Linked DNA regions of Bicyclus anynana: region 1 is linked to region 2. A link is a contact called in public Hi-C data. All regions are on one chromosome and are shown on one strand. Each heading gives the region's core, a stretch centred on a gene start, on an enhancer-like site or on the middle of the called end of the contact. The rest is flanking DNA. Distances are from core to core; before and after follow the strand shown.

Evidence for each region. Hi-C and Micro-C count contacts between places; a contact is called where the count stands out from the background.
Region 1: a Hi-C map of whole larva shows a contact between it and region 2, with 5 times the contacts expected there. The contact joins two enhancer-like sites. A contact is called at or near these places in 2 of 2 Hi-C or Micro-C datasets (whole body and whole larva).

Annotation. Positions count from the first base shown.
Region 1 is chr8:4,581,818-4,588,884 of ilBicAnyn1.1, reverse strand. LOC112042790 (putative fatty acyl-CoA reductase CG5065) reads right to left here. Exons shown (of 13, transcript XM_024077950.2): 2 at 2,187-2,389; 3 at 1,652-1,809; 4 at 758-848; 5 at 8-153. The coding sequence starts at 2,384. Among protein-coding and RNA genes, the nearest start is that of LOC112058631, 26 kb to the left of the region's middle. Within about 2 kb of position 3,489, at least 7 of the 8 cell types and tissues checked have open chromatin away from gene starts, as enhancers often do.
Region 2 is chr8:4,538,637-4,545,594 of ilBicAnyn1.1, reverse strand. No RefSeq gene overlaps it. Among protein-coding and RNA genes, the nearest start is that of LOC112042790, 10 kb to the left of the region's middle. Within about 2 kb of position 2,199, at least 2 of the 8 cell types and tissues checked have open chromatin away from gene starts, as enhancers often do.

The sequences.
Region 1 (7,067 bases), core at 2,240-4,739, 42 kb before region 2:
TTCTCACTTGGGTTGCAAATAGTTAAGAAGGTCGTCGTCCATCCATTTGACGCATTGAATGATGTTCTGTGGCCTGTGCACAGATGGGTACACCTTCTCTTCCAGCACCGGGAGCTCACACCGGCAGTACGACGTTGACACGTGGACTAATACCTGAAAATATTCAAATTATTATTAGCTAAAAAAAAAAAAAATAAGGCCAGTGGATTTCAAAATTAGTATAGATTAATAGATGCCGCGCGGTTTCATCCGCGTAGTTCCTGTTCCCGTGGGAGTGCTGGTATAAAATATAGCTTAGGACACTCACAGAAAAGATGGCTTTCTATTAGAAAAATATTTTTCAACATTGGTACTGTAGATCCAGATTTGACGGCCTCCGTGGCGCAGGTATGCGAGGTGGATTTACAAAACGGGGAGCCGAGGTTCGATCCCCAGCTAGGCCAATTGAGATTTTCTTAATAGGTCCAGGTCTGGCTGGCAAAGACGTACCGCTAAGCGATTTAGCGTTCCGGTACGATGTCGCCGTAGAAACCTAAACGGGTGTGGATTTTCATCCTCCTCGAAGTTAGCCCGATTTCATATTAGATTGCATCTTCACTTACCATCAGGTGAGATTGTAGTTAAGGGCAAACTTGTAAAGATTAAAAAAAAGATAGAGATCCTTCTACAACATTAGTATAGAACACAGATATAAGAAGCGTTAGATTTTAGCGTTGTCTGTTCTGTGGTATAGAATATAGATATTGATCACTCATACCTCCAGTTTTTTCATGCCCTCCGCTAACTTGAGCGCCCTCATTGTTCCCACAGTGTTCATGTTGACCGCGTCACGGATGAACATGTCGAACCTGGGAAGAACCAACTCGTTATTTACTTCTAGAAACATACTAAGGGTTGAATAGAAACAGGCGTCACTTAATGGAAGTTCACTATAAATACTGACTAAATGTTTTATTTTGTATTATATATTCCTTAACCCTACATCCTGTAGTCACAAGTTCAGGACTCTGCTCGGAGTTCTTCTCTCTACCACGCGATGGACCGACACCCGCAAGGTGAATCCATGGAATGCTAAGATATTCGTCTCTCTCTAGCAGACGCCTACGACGTCAGTCACGTGAAAATTAGTTTTCCGCAAATCCTGCTTGTTTGTAATTTAGTGTCGAGTAATTAAGAAACATTAGAATAAACCTATTTTAAAATCAGAGACTTTTATTTATATTTATATTGATGTGCTATAAAAATAACTAACATTAAGTGTCGTCGCACACAGGCCACACGCGATAGCCACAAACGATGCTGCAAGAAGTAAGAAGGGACCACAAAAGTAGCTGGAGCGCGCGACCGCCACTTGTGGCCGGTGGTCGACACTTGTTAGCTTGTGGTCGGTGGCTCCTACTTTTTAACCCATACATGCAGTATCATAATCGCGTGAATGGCGTGTTGCGGCGTTTTGTGTTTAGTGCGGGCTACAAGAAGCCAGCAGCGACTACTGTATGTAGCGTGTGGCGGCCACCGTCATCAACCGTGTGTGGCGAGTCAATACAAAATGTATGAAAATTATAGGAAATATGCCGGTAGCGGCGTTTTGTCGTTGTGGCCGGTGGCCCGTGTGCGGAAGCCCTAAGATAAGTCATTCAGTTTTACCTACCTAACACAAGCAGCGCAGTGGTACATTATCTGTGTTTCCCTCTGCAACATGTCCCAGTCCTGGTTAGACATCCCTAGTTCATCTTGCAATATGTCACCCTTGATGACATGGAGCTTGTCGAAAGATTTAGGAGATGTCTCTTGAAGGTTATCAAAAACCTGAAATAAATAAAATGAAAAATTATTTTATGATGCTACTTAATAAGAGATGGCGCTGTAAAGAATATGTTTATACGCGCTCAACACTCACGGCGCGTACTCTGTGATCTATATGGCGTTCGCGGGCTTCGCGACTTAATTATTATCTTCAAAATCTTTCATCATCAATAAACATTATGCAGTCAGTTTTCATAAAAGAGTGCGAAACAAACTGTACAATTTTGCGAGAATGGAGATATGACTTTTCGTGTGGAGTCTATGTCGTATTTGCAATGTGAATTGGCAGAGAGAGTATAAAGTATGCTTACACATAAACTTAACTATTTAGAGCTTTAATGAAAATAAACTACTTGACGCTAGATGGCGCTACAACTTACCCGACAATGCATAAAGTCGTCGAGTCTCTCTTTGGTACTTTGCCCTCTTTTCGGCCGCATCAACAGGTAGATCTTGTTTAAATCCGGGCAACATCTTAACAGTTTTTCTATGAGAACTTTTCCCATAAAACCTGTTGCACCGGTGATAAAAATTGTTTTCCCGGCATAGAACTCTGCTACGCCAATAGATGGCGCCATTTTACCTGCAACAAGAAAAAGTACTTTGTTAAAACATTTATTTAATATTTTTTTAAATTTATTTATTGTTTTGAATTACTATAATAGTATAAATTACTATAATAGTATGAAGTAATTTTACTGTAATAAATTTTTTTCTATAAATAATTAGGTATAAGAAAATGTGCGAATTTTTTTTTAATTAAAATTGAAAACCTTTGCTTAGTTGGGAACTTTGCTGGGTTATTCATTTTTTTCCAATTAAATATTAGATAGCTAAAGCAAATAAAAACGATGTAATTGATACGTTAGAGTATTCTAGAGTATTCTATCATATCAAATTTTATCGCCAATTAACTTGGGGGTCGGACCACAGTCAAAGACTAAATCACAGTCAAAGACCAGTCAATAAAATACAGTCGATTTTTTAAATCACCATTCGTTCAAAAGAAGACTACATTTTGATATCTAATAATAATTAAATAGATATCTGAGATACAATTTACTCATAAATAGAAAAATTATTGTCGTCTAAAAAACTTTATCACGTAACTGTTATTTAATTACATTACATTAACATTCAACATAAATAAAGTTATCCGTAAAAAAGCTTTTTTAAAACCACCATTCGTTAAAAAGACGACTATTAATAATAAAACAGATATCTGAGATACAATTTACTCATAAATAGAAAAATTATTGTCGTCTAAAAAACTTTATCACGTAACTGTTATTTAATTACATTACATTAACATTCAACATAAATAAAGTTATCCGTAAAAAAGCTTTTTTAAAACCACCATTCGTTAAAAAGACGACTATAAATAATTAAACAGATATCTGAGATACAATTTACTTATAAATAGAAAAAATATTGTCGTCAAAAAACCTTTTTTTGCGTAGTAACTTACTTATATCGAGTTATCATTAAAAAAAAAATTGTTTAATGAAAAAAAAAACTACTAAAACTGTAAATCAAAACTCAAACAACTATGACGACAGAGAAAAAAAAACGGTCGTAATAAAAACGAGCTCATAATTTCACGAAACTGTTAATCATTTGCCAAGGTCGATTTTACTACGTATGCCTACCTGTGATCGGAATGCACCGCAGACCAGTCTGTATACGACGGAATATCGTAACAAGTCCTTGGCATTTCATATTTATATAACTTTTACATTTCTGTGTTGCATAGAAATGATGTCTTTAAAACTAGCACGTTAGCAAATTAGGAGCGATTAATTAGCTTGACCCATTAAATTAATTAAATTAGGTTACTAGAGCCGTGATAGCCGAGTGGATATGACCTGTGCCCCGATTCCGGTGGTAGGTTCGAATCCGATTAGTGTAAACAAATAATCCTTGACTGAGTTTGTTTGCAAACTATGGGCCACATAAGAAGGCTCAGAGTCACACAGCAGGCTATGTTAGGAGTATCTCTGCGTGATCGAATGAAGGAGGAGAAATGAGGAGATCCGCAGAAGAACCAAAGTCACCGACATAGCTCAACAAGTTGCGAAGAGTCGATGGACGTTGGGGTCCCAAAGTGCTGGAATGGCGAACTCGCACTGGTAAGTGCAGTGTTGGTCGACCCCCCATCAGGTGGTCTGAGGACATCATGCGAGTCGCAGCGGTTCGCTGGATCGAAATGTTTGGAAGTCCCTACAGAAGGCCTATGTCCTGCAGTGGACGTCCATCGGCTGATATGATGATGATGATGATGAGTTTGTAATGGGCTCTTCTCAAGCCAAGACCAAACGCTTTTGGAACATATGTAACTTTCATTTTAAGTTTTTGACTTTATTTACCATCATTAAATCATGGCATAACTTGACATTTCAAAGAAGCTTGTAAACTAAGCCAAATTGATATAAATGAATTTTGAATTTAAATTTGATTTTTATATGGACATATTAAATAAATTTAAATAGTTTAAAAAACTAAAAAACACGCTTTTAACACGCACTAAAAATTACAAAATTGGTCAAAAGTCACGTGATTATTTTTTTCGTATTCCTGATAGCAAACGCTTTCATTTGATATCCACATCATGGGGGTGAATTTCAAACAGCCAATCCGCCATCTTCGGGAGGCCGCCATATTGGATTTGTAATGACGTTTCTTAGCTAGTCATGTATTGTCATTAGAATTCAAAGCGTGTGTAAAATTTCATCCTAATCAAGGACCGGGAAGTGGGTCAAATTAAAATTCCCATATTATTTTAGATACATAGTTACAAGTGATTGGGGAGGCCGCCATATTGAATTTGTAATGACGTTTCAAAGCTAGTCATGTATTGTAATCAGAACTCAGAGCGTGTGCAAAATTTCATCTTAATCGAAGACTGGGAAGTGGGTCAAATTAAGATTCCAAGATTGTTTTAGATACATAGTTAAAGTGATTTGGGAGGCCGCCATATTGGATATGTAATGACGTTTCTAAGCTAGTCATGTATTGTCATCAGAATCCAGAGCGTGTGCAAAATTACATCTTAATCGAAGACCGGGAAGTGGGTCAAATTAAGATTCCAAGATTTTCTTACATACATAGTTACAAGTGAAGCTAATAAAAAACGTGTAAAAATTAGTATAATGTCATTTAGAGCTATAAATTGAGTCAAGTTCGCAAACTTAGTGAATTGCATCTAATGCACGGTCCATTAATGCAATGGGGATGATGACTAGGTTTGAATATATTGATTTTTATGATACATTCGGGTAAATAGGGTCAATGTAAACTAATTTATACATAAAAAGCAAAGATTGTCTGGATAATTGCAAAATAAATGAGATTATAAAATTTCAAAATCTATTAAAAATATTTTATCGTAATTAGATGAAAATTCATACAGTTTTAGCTTCCTTACATTATATGTGACATTTTTTAATATTTGAACTATAAACATAAACGCACAAATAACAAAGATATTAGTAATTTTGTTTGAACGCACATACAAATCTAACGATCATTACATTGCCTACGACGTCATTAGTTCGTACCATTTTGTATGGGGCGTTTTTCAGGGATCCGCGGTAGCGCCGCAAATCTGACTCTTTAAATCCCTGTAGCTCCGAAAGTAATGATCGCAGATACCTTGTTCCTTTTACAAAATTGCTTTACTATTAGTTTACTCCTAATTTATATACAATTTAAAAAACTGTCATCATCCCTATTCATTAAGTTGACGAACCACCAACATTAGTCTAACAAAATGCATGAAATTCACCGTAACTTATTAATAAATGCCAAAAAAATGAAAGCAAAAACACAACGTTTACATCCGTAAATGTTAACTGCCCATTTGCTAATTGCGTATCTATGATAATTGCATTTAGCGCAAAAACTTTGCAGCTCACTTATTAACTACCGTGACGGTATGTATTCAGTGTTATCATGTATTATCTCACATTAAGATATATCATCTTGACCGTTTAATGATAGAAGTAATATATCAACGTCTTTTATACAGTAATCACTCTTTATTCGTTAGGGAAGCGTTTTGTGAGCGTTTTTTTTTTTCATATTATGCCGAGACTACACAAACCGTTACCGTTTACAAGCTGTGATAACCCAGTGGATATGACCTTTGCCTCCGATTCCGGAGGGTGAAGCTTCGAATCCGGTCCGCAGCAGGCACTTCCAACTTTTCAGTTGTACATTTTAAGAAATTAAATATCACGTGTCTCAAACGGTGAAGGAAAACATCGTGAGGAAACTGCATACCAGAGAATTTCCTTAATTCTTTGGCCTAACCCATCTCATTCTGAGAGGAGACTCAAACTCAGCAGTGAGCCGAATATGGGTTGATGATGATGATGATGATGATGACATAAACCTTGCTTATGGAATAATCATCATCATCATTATCAGCCGATGGACTTACACTGCTGGGAATAGGCCTCTTCTGAAGACTTCCAAACATTTCGAGATGGACAACCACTTAAGAGTTATGAAAACTACACAACACGAAGATTCATCAAAATCAGTCAAGCCGTTTTGAGGAGTACCTACCTAGATATAATTAGGACTTTGTTCAATTTATTTATACGATGTCGTTAATATAATTTTATGCTTATAGCTAATTGTATAATAGTCAATAATCGTATGACTGGATAATTGTGACTATGACACGGTAATTATTGTCCCTATAATTATAATTCGCTGAATATATTATGACACTTTATAACATACTAGCACACACCACGCGGTTTCGAACCATATTTGCCGTTCTCTTAGATATATGCGGTTATAATATATATAGCACTCGGGAATAACGTAGCTTCCCAACAGTGAAAGAATTTTTCAAATCGGTTCAGAAGTTTTAGAGCTTATTCCATGCAAACAAACAAACAATCAAGATATCTTTCCTCTATAGACTAGTGACCGCCAAAGCTTCACGGATGCAATGTACGAATTTTCTTTTTTTTAGAATGAAATAGAACATTATTCATAATTTTTTCCTGTCTGGGTGGTTTATTGATACACCTACCTATAGGTACCTCATAACTTCCTCATTTATTAACCAATTTTGAAATTTATTTTTTTGGTTACAAGAGTATATACTTCCAGATTGGTGGTTCATTAAATTTTCACGAAAATCAGTTTAGTACATTTGTGTTAGAATAAAAATAAAAATAACTGAAATAAATAATAACTGAAGTGAACGAAATTGCCCGGTCACTATGCTAGGACACACTAAACAC
Region 2 (6,958 bases), core at 950-3,449:
TTAATGTTGATTATTTAATAGTTAAACAACTTAACAGCCACAATGTCCTACAAATTGCGTGGTAAATTGTCTCGAACCAACGCTTAGAAATTTTTATTTCCTGGTAACTCAGTTGACCCAGGATCAAGAATTTTCGTAAATAAAAAAGTTGATTGTCTCATCGCTCGAGATGAAGCTACTCACGAAAAATTAGCTTGACATTTGTAAAATTAGTTTGCATTTAGTAGTCAGTTGTACAAAATATTCTATGGATCCCTGACTACTACGTTTATTTAATAACAATACATCCCGGATATTAACTAATCTATCTATTAGATACTGATTAATCTAGTAGTAAGAACAACTCACTGATTACATTATTATTATAGACAGGTACTTCTTAATGTTTATTTAATAGTCGGACAGCGAATGAGGTCACGATGTACCTAAATTTTGTTTTCTATATAAACATTATACAGCGAACATTTTTGTTTAAATTAAAAATAATTTAAAGGTTAAATTACTTATCTTACAATATAAATGATTAATTGTTTATTTAAAGCTCCTAGGATTTTTATTTCATCATCACATTTGTTATTTTTTTAACATTGATTTAAAAAAGTTATAAGTATAAAATAGAATAGAATATATCTTTATTTGCCCACACACGAGTAATAAAATAAAATAAAATAAACAAACAGAACATACAAATATCTGGTCGTGGACAAAACAGGTATCCACCTCAGCACGATGCCACAGCGAGCTGTGGCGCTGGTTTTCAGGTGAAACCTTGTGAGTTCACGGACGTGTCTACGTGACGTGTCTTAACTTAAAACTTATACATGAAAAATCGCATACTTAAAGCATAAAGTTTAAGTAACGAGGGTCTAAACGTGCCTTAGCCCGAGAAGAGCCCTTATCAAACTCTGCAAATAAAAACGAAAGATCACTCATGATTTTCTGGCGGTCCGAGGTCTCATCATCATCGTCATCGTCATCATCATCATCATCATATCAGTCGATAGACGTCTAATGCAGGATATAGGCCTTTTGTATGGACTTCCAAACTTTGGACACGATCCTGAGTCGCCTAATCCGGATACATCCAGCGAATCCCTGCGACTCGCTTGATGTTCTCCACCTAGGGGGCTTTGAGTTGTATTTGGCTCAATATTTTGAAATATCATCAACATGGAGCCTTTAGCCATTCCAGAGATTAGCCCATACCAACAGAAAGAGATACAGTCAGACAAAAGTTTTAAAAAGTTCAATTGTGTTTTTATTTTAATTAAATAAAAGCGTAAGGATCATTACGATTATCTCGAACACTGCTTGACATATAAAAATTAATTTTGGCGGGGAGGTAGTTTATAGTTAGAATACCTCCACTAAGAAGGATTTTGCGACAGTGCCGGATTAAGGAAGTCTAAGGGCGTAAGAACTCGCGGGCGTTATCTGGTAGTTCGGTACCTATCAGTGGCGAAGAATGGAATTTAGATGAAGGTAATGGTAAGGTGATAATAACTTCGGTTTCTCATATATCTACATACAATACTACAATGAATATGCACGGATTTTTAAAGGTAACCCGGGAATCAGCTTGCATTAACACTTCGCCTCTGGTACCTATTATTATGTTATGTTACAATGCATAAGTCGCGGGGAAACCCGGCTGACGAGTCATTCTAGTAGTTAATTGTTCATATCTACACATTGACCTACCTATATGACTACGAGTATTTTTTCAGACCATATGTTTTTATTCAATGACAAGTTCCTGCAACAACTCACCTGATGATAAGTGACGATGCAGTCTAAGATGGAAGCGAGCCTTTCTTCGAAGAAGTACTTACAAGTTAGTTGTACCAAACTCTGGCGGTTTCTACGCGGCATCGTATCGGAACCCAAGACGAAAATGCTTAAAATTGAACAAAATCGCAGATTGTGATTATAAATTTTATCTTTATTATCTTAAGGTACACATTTTTTGAAAAGTGTGTTATGCAATGAATACCCTAAGAACATTTTTAAAAGGAGTCAAGCGCATGATTGTGATTGTAGTCAATTGTAGTCAAACTCAAACGCAATCTAGGTAGGTAGGTACCTATAGGTTGCAACGGGTTGCGACTTAAAAAGGTAAGTACCTGAATCTGAACCAAAGACAATATTCGTATTGACACAGTTCTAGGTTTCATTCATAATCGCGACATCACAGCTGCACATGTTCAGTTGCGAAACAATGGATATTAACGGACATTGCAACATCATGAATCTTTAGTGATTTAGTCTAATTGTAATTACATTGCTACTCGGCAAAAGATGGCGCTGAAATGTAGTAAACCAAAATTACCGGTGAACCAATAAAAACAAAGATAACCAAATTTATGTCTATTCATAATGACATCACAATACTCATGTAAGATTGCAAAATAATTATTGTATATTAATACTATCATAGATTGCATAAATTATTAAAAAACAATATTAAATATTAATTCTAATAGTTTAATATTGCAAAAAATATGACTACTGGTCAATAGATGGCGGTAACGTAAATTTAGGTGAAAAGAAAAGGTGGTATAATCGTGTCTTAATTAGTTCAGGCCATTGGAAAAAGATGTCGCTAGTTTAACTTCAAAACGACCCACTAGATGGCGCTGTCTAATAAGTTTTGACTTTTCAACCCACGAAAAAAGGGGTTCTCGCATACTTGATTTTTTTATGTATGACCACGCATAACTTTATACTAAATGGTCCGATTTTGAGATAATTATTAAAAATTATTAAAAATTGGTCCCATATAAATTTGAAATTCCTTCAACCTGATCAATAGGTAATAATAATAATAATAATAATAAAACATTTATTCAGCCAAAAAATCATAACACAAATAAGATAAAAAAAACATGAAAATTACAAAAAAAAGGTAAAAGTAGTACAAAGGGCTAATAAGACCCATTATAGACGAGGTACTTATAAGCCACTAGCCGTAAGGCGAGGGCCGCTAAATAGAAACCGAGTTTAAAATGGGTTTAGTCCTGCAATCGTAATGAAACCTCTAGTGTAACAACTAGAGGTTTCATTACGATTGCGAGAAAATAAAATAATTTAGGCGCAAGTCGCAACTCAATAAAAATAAAAAAAATTACGCATTCCATAGACAAGAACGCTGCATTTCGTTCCAATTTCAAATTTTTAACAAACAATCAGTGCCTTACATAATTATGTACTTACTCGTACGCATCTATGATGATTTTATGATTGATTGATGATTTATTTAAATATCATTCGTTGTTTAATAACCAATTACATGAAATTAAGTCAATTTTCCACATTAATTGTCCACCTCATCCAGTGCCCCATCTCTAATGTAGAATATCATTGCATGCCACGCCGACCAAGTCGCCGGCGTCGGCTAGTCTAGATACGTAAGATTGCCCAAGCAGAGAGATCGAAGAGATATCACTTTTTATTGATACGGCCGTCAATATTAATTATCATAATACATAGATACATGATTGCTGTATTAATTATTATTAAGTTATGACTACCGGGCCGATTGTAAGGTTGAAATTCGACCGTAACTTATTAGATTTTAAGATTGAGGCTTAATACCTAATCTTTGATATTTATTTTAAGCTAGCGGACGCCTGTGACTTCGTCCGCGTGGATTTCAGTTTTTCACAAATCCCGCAGGAATCATTAATTTTTCCGGGATGAATAATGCCTATGTGCATTATGTGATAGTTCAGAGTAAAATCTATTTCCATTCCAAATTTCAGCCAAATCGCATCAGTAGCCGCAACGTTAAGGAGGATCAAACATCTAAACAAACATCCAAACATCCATACAAACTTTTGCGTTTACAATATTAGTAGGAAAATATCATTGCCTACTTACCAAATGATTTGTGGTTTCGTTGTTCACATTCCCTTAGAAATATAATAAAGTACCCACACACTAGTTACACTAGTTTCAGAGCCTAATCAATGCAAACATACAATCAAATCTTTCATCTGCATAGTATTAGTAAGATAGCAGACTTCGTCCAAGTGAAATTCAGTTTTTCACAAATCCCGCGGGAAACAAAGATTTTTTTCAGTAGATAAACGATATATTGCTGACTAGCTGACGCCGCGCGGTTTCACCCGCGTGGTTCTCTTTCACGTAGAAATACGGAGATAATAAGTAGCCTATAGCCTTCCTCGATAAATAGGCTATCTAACACTGAAAGAATTTTTCAAATCGGTTCAGTAGTTCCTGAGATTAGCGCGTTCAAGCAAACAAACAAACTCATCAGCTTTATAATATTAGTATAGATAGCGACCACTATCTATCAATGCCAGTCCAGTTCCAGAAATTAGCCCGGACAAATAAACATACAAAGTTTTAGTTTGTATTTATCGAGTACCTACTAAAAATTATATTTTTTTTTTTTGTCTACAAGTTAGCTCTTGACTACAATCTCACCTGATGATAAGTGATGATGTAGTCTTATATGGAAGCGGGAGAACTTGTAAGGAGGAGGATGAAAATCCACACCCCTTTCGGTTTCTACACGGCATCGTACCGGAACGCTAAACCGCTTGGAGGTACGTCTTTGCCGGTAGGGTGGTAACTAGCCACGGCTGAAGCCTCCCACCAGCCAGACCTGGACCAATTAAGAAAATCTCAATCTGCCCAGCCGGGGATCGAACCCAGGACCTCCATCTTGTAAATCCACCGCGTATACCACTGCGCCACGGAGGCCGTCAAAAATAAGAAGGTAATTCTAAACATATGACAAAACATAGTTATGTATTTTAAAATCACTGACACACATATCAATTTTAATTATATAGTATTGATGATAAACATTGATTTAATTATCACCATAAACTATAGATGACCAGTATAATACTAACTAATAACTCCGTACAACAAAGTATGGAACCTACTTTTACTTTCAACAAGAAAGAAAAAGTTAACCGAAGTGGGAATTCCCATGCGCAATTCGATTTGAATTCTTTTTATTTTTCTTTCGAATTTTCCTCAGGCAACTGTATGTTTGTATCAAGTCCAGTGCGAGGTCCTAGATTCGGTCGAGCTGTTAAAAAATAATAAAAATAATGTTAAATAATAATAAAAATAATTTTCAGCAGTGTTAAGCCTCGGCCGAGGTCATTATCATTATAATCTGATAGCAATCGTTAAGAATTCCAAAAAAAGTATCCTAACCCTAAAAAGCCTAAGCCGGATTGGAACAGCTCGGGTGGGTCTAAGTTCCATATCCAATATCTAATATCCTATAAAGAGGGAGACCTGCACGGCTATTCTCTAACGATGTTTTGTATAACTCGCAAGTGCGAGTTTCGAATTCACCGCTATTTTTCTCATTCTATAGTATCGTGATAAACAGAGAGAGATAGAGGTGAATTCGAAACTCGCATTTGCGAGTTATTAAAATATCGTTATAGAATAGCTTAGCTGGTCATCATCATTATTTTTTTTTAGTCTCTCATTATTCCTGCATTTTGTCGTGAGATATTCAGCTGGATTTTATATTTTAAGTTAGTAAGTTCATCATCATTATGACCTGACGGACGTCCACAGCTGGACATAGGCCTCTTGTATGGACTTTCAAATACCACGGTCTCGAGCCGCTAGCATCCAGCGGCTTCATAAAACCAGCTTGATGTAGTCAGTTTATCTGATAATAATGATCAGCGCGTTTATATAAAAATAAACATACAAACAAACACACAAACTATCCTCTGATAATATTAGTATACATAAAAGATATGAATTAATTTTACTGTTACTAATCTACTACGTCACAGTTTCATCATTTTTTACCTTATTAGCTTGTAATATTATAATACGAAACCGACCGACGACACAAATTTCATGTGACGTAATATTACCTACATAGCCGGTCATAACTGCTAAACCTGTTGTCTAGTGATGTGACATCGCAAACGCTGAAATATGTCGATAGAGTTAAGAGGTGTTATCAAGATATCGTATCGCAAAGAAAATTGCAAGAAAAATGTTCGTATGTTGGTTTACGGACGATAATTTTACGTGATAGCGTTTTAAGAAAACATTGATGAAAAATTGCATGCTTTTCTGAATTTCATTGAATTGCACTTATTATTGACTTACATCATGCTCATGTCCTAATGTTTTCCTAAACCTAAGGTTGCCTGAAAGATATTTGGCGATAAGGCCGGTTTATATCCTTTAATATGTCCATAATTCATTTGTTTTTCTTATTATTATTATTCATTGTAGTGAACAAATAATAATGAAGTATAAATAAATTCAGCCAAGTTTGTGTTGGGCTACGCGGAGGGTAGGGTTCCGTATAATAAATTGACACTTTTTTTTATCCCTATAATACGTATTTATTACGAATTTATAATACGTATTTATTTATACAAACCTTCTTATTTAATGACTATTTAATGATAAGTGTTAATTTAATGATATGCATTAGAAGTTTAAAAATTCTATTATTCGGAAGCGATTTTGTTTTCTACCACGTTAATATTACCACTAAAATATTTTTACTTGAAAATAACTTCGGATGTCGTATTTGTAAATAGCCTTCGAATAAAATAATAACTAAACGGTAAGAGCGGTCGGACTTATCACCGTGGGGAGGTGGACCGATCCCTGCCCCGTTAGTCTATTGTCGTACCCATTCCTAATACAGTTTTTGCCAACTAGTTGGAGGGGAATTAAAAAAAAAATAATAATTTATTGTATTGTCTGCATGGTGTCCGGATACAAAGTAAATATCGTCAATGTGTGGCACATCCCTAGCGCGTATTGAAGCACGACCGCTTTCACCGCCCTATGTTAGCGTGTTTCCTACTTATATTAGCTAAAACATTACACACACCTACTTAACCAACTTTACATGTTTCCTTGCATTTCAAACTGCTTCAAAAAGAGATGAATCTTATATCTATTCTCTTACCTATTTTTTTTTTTT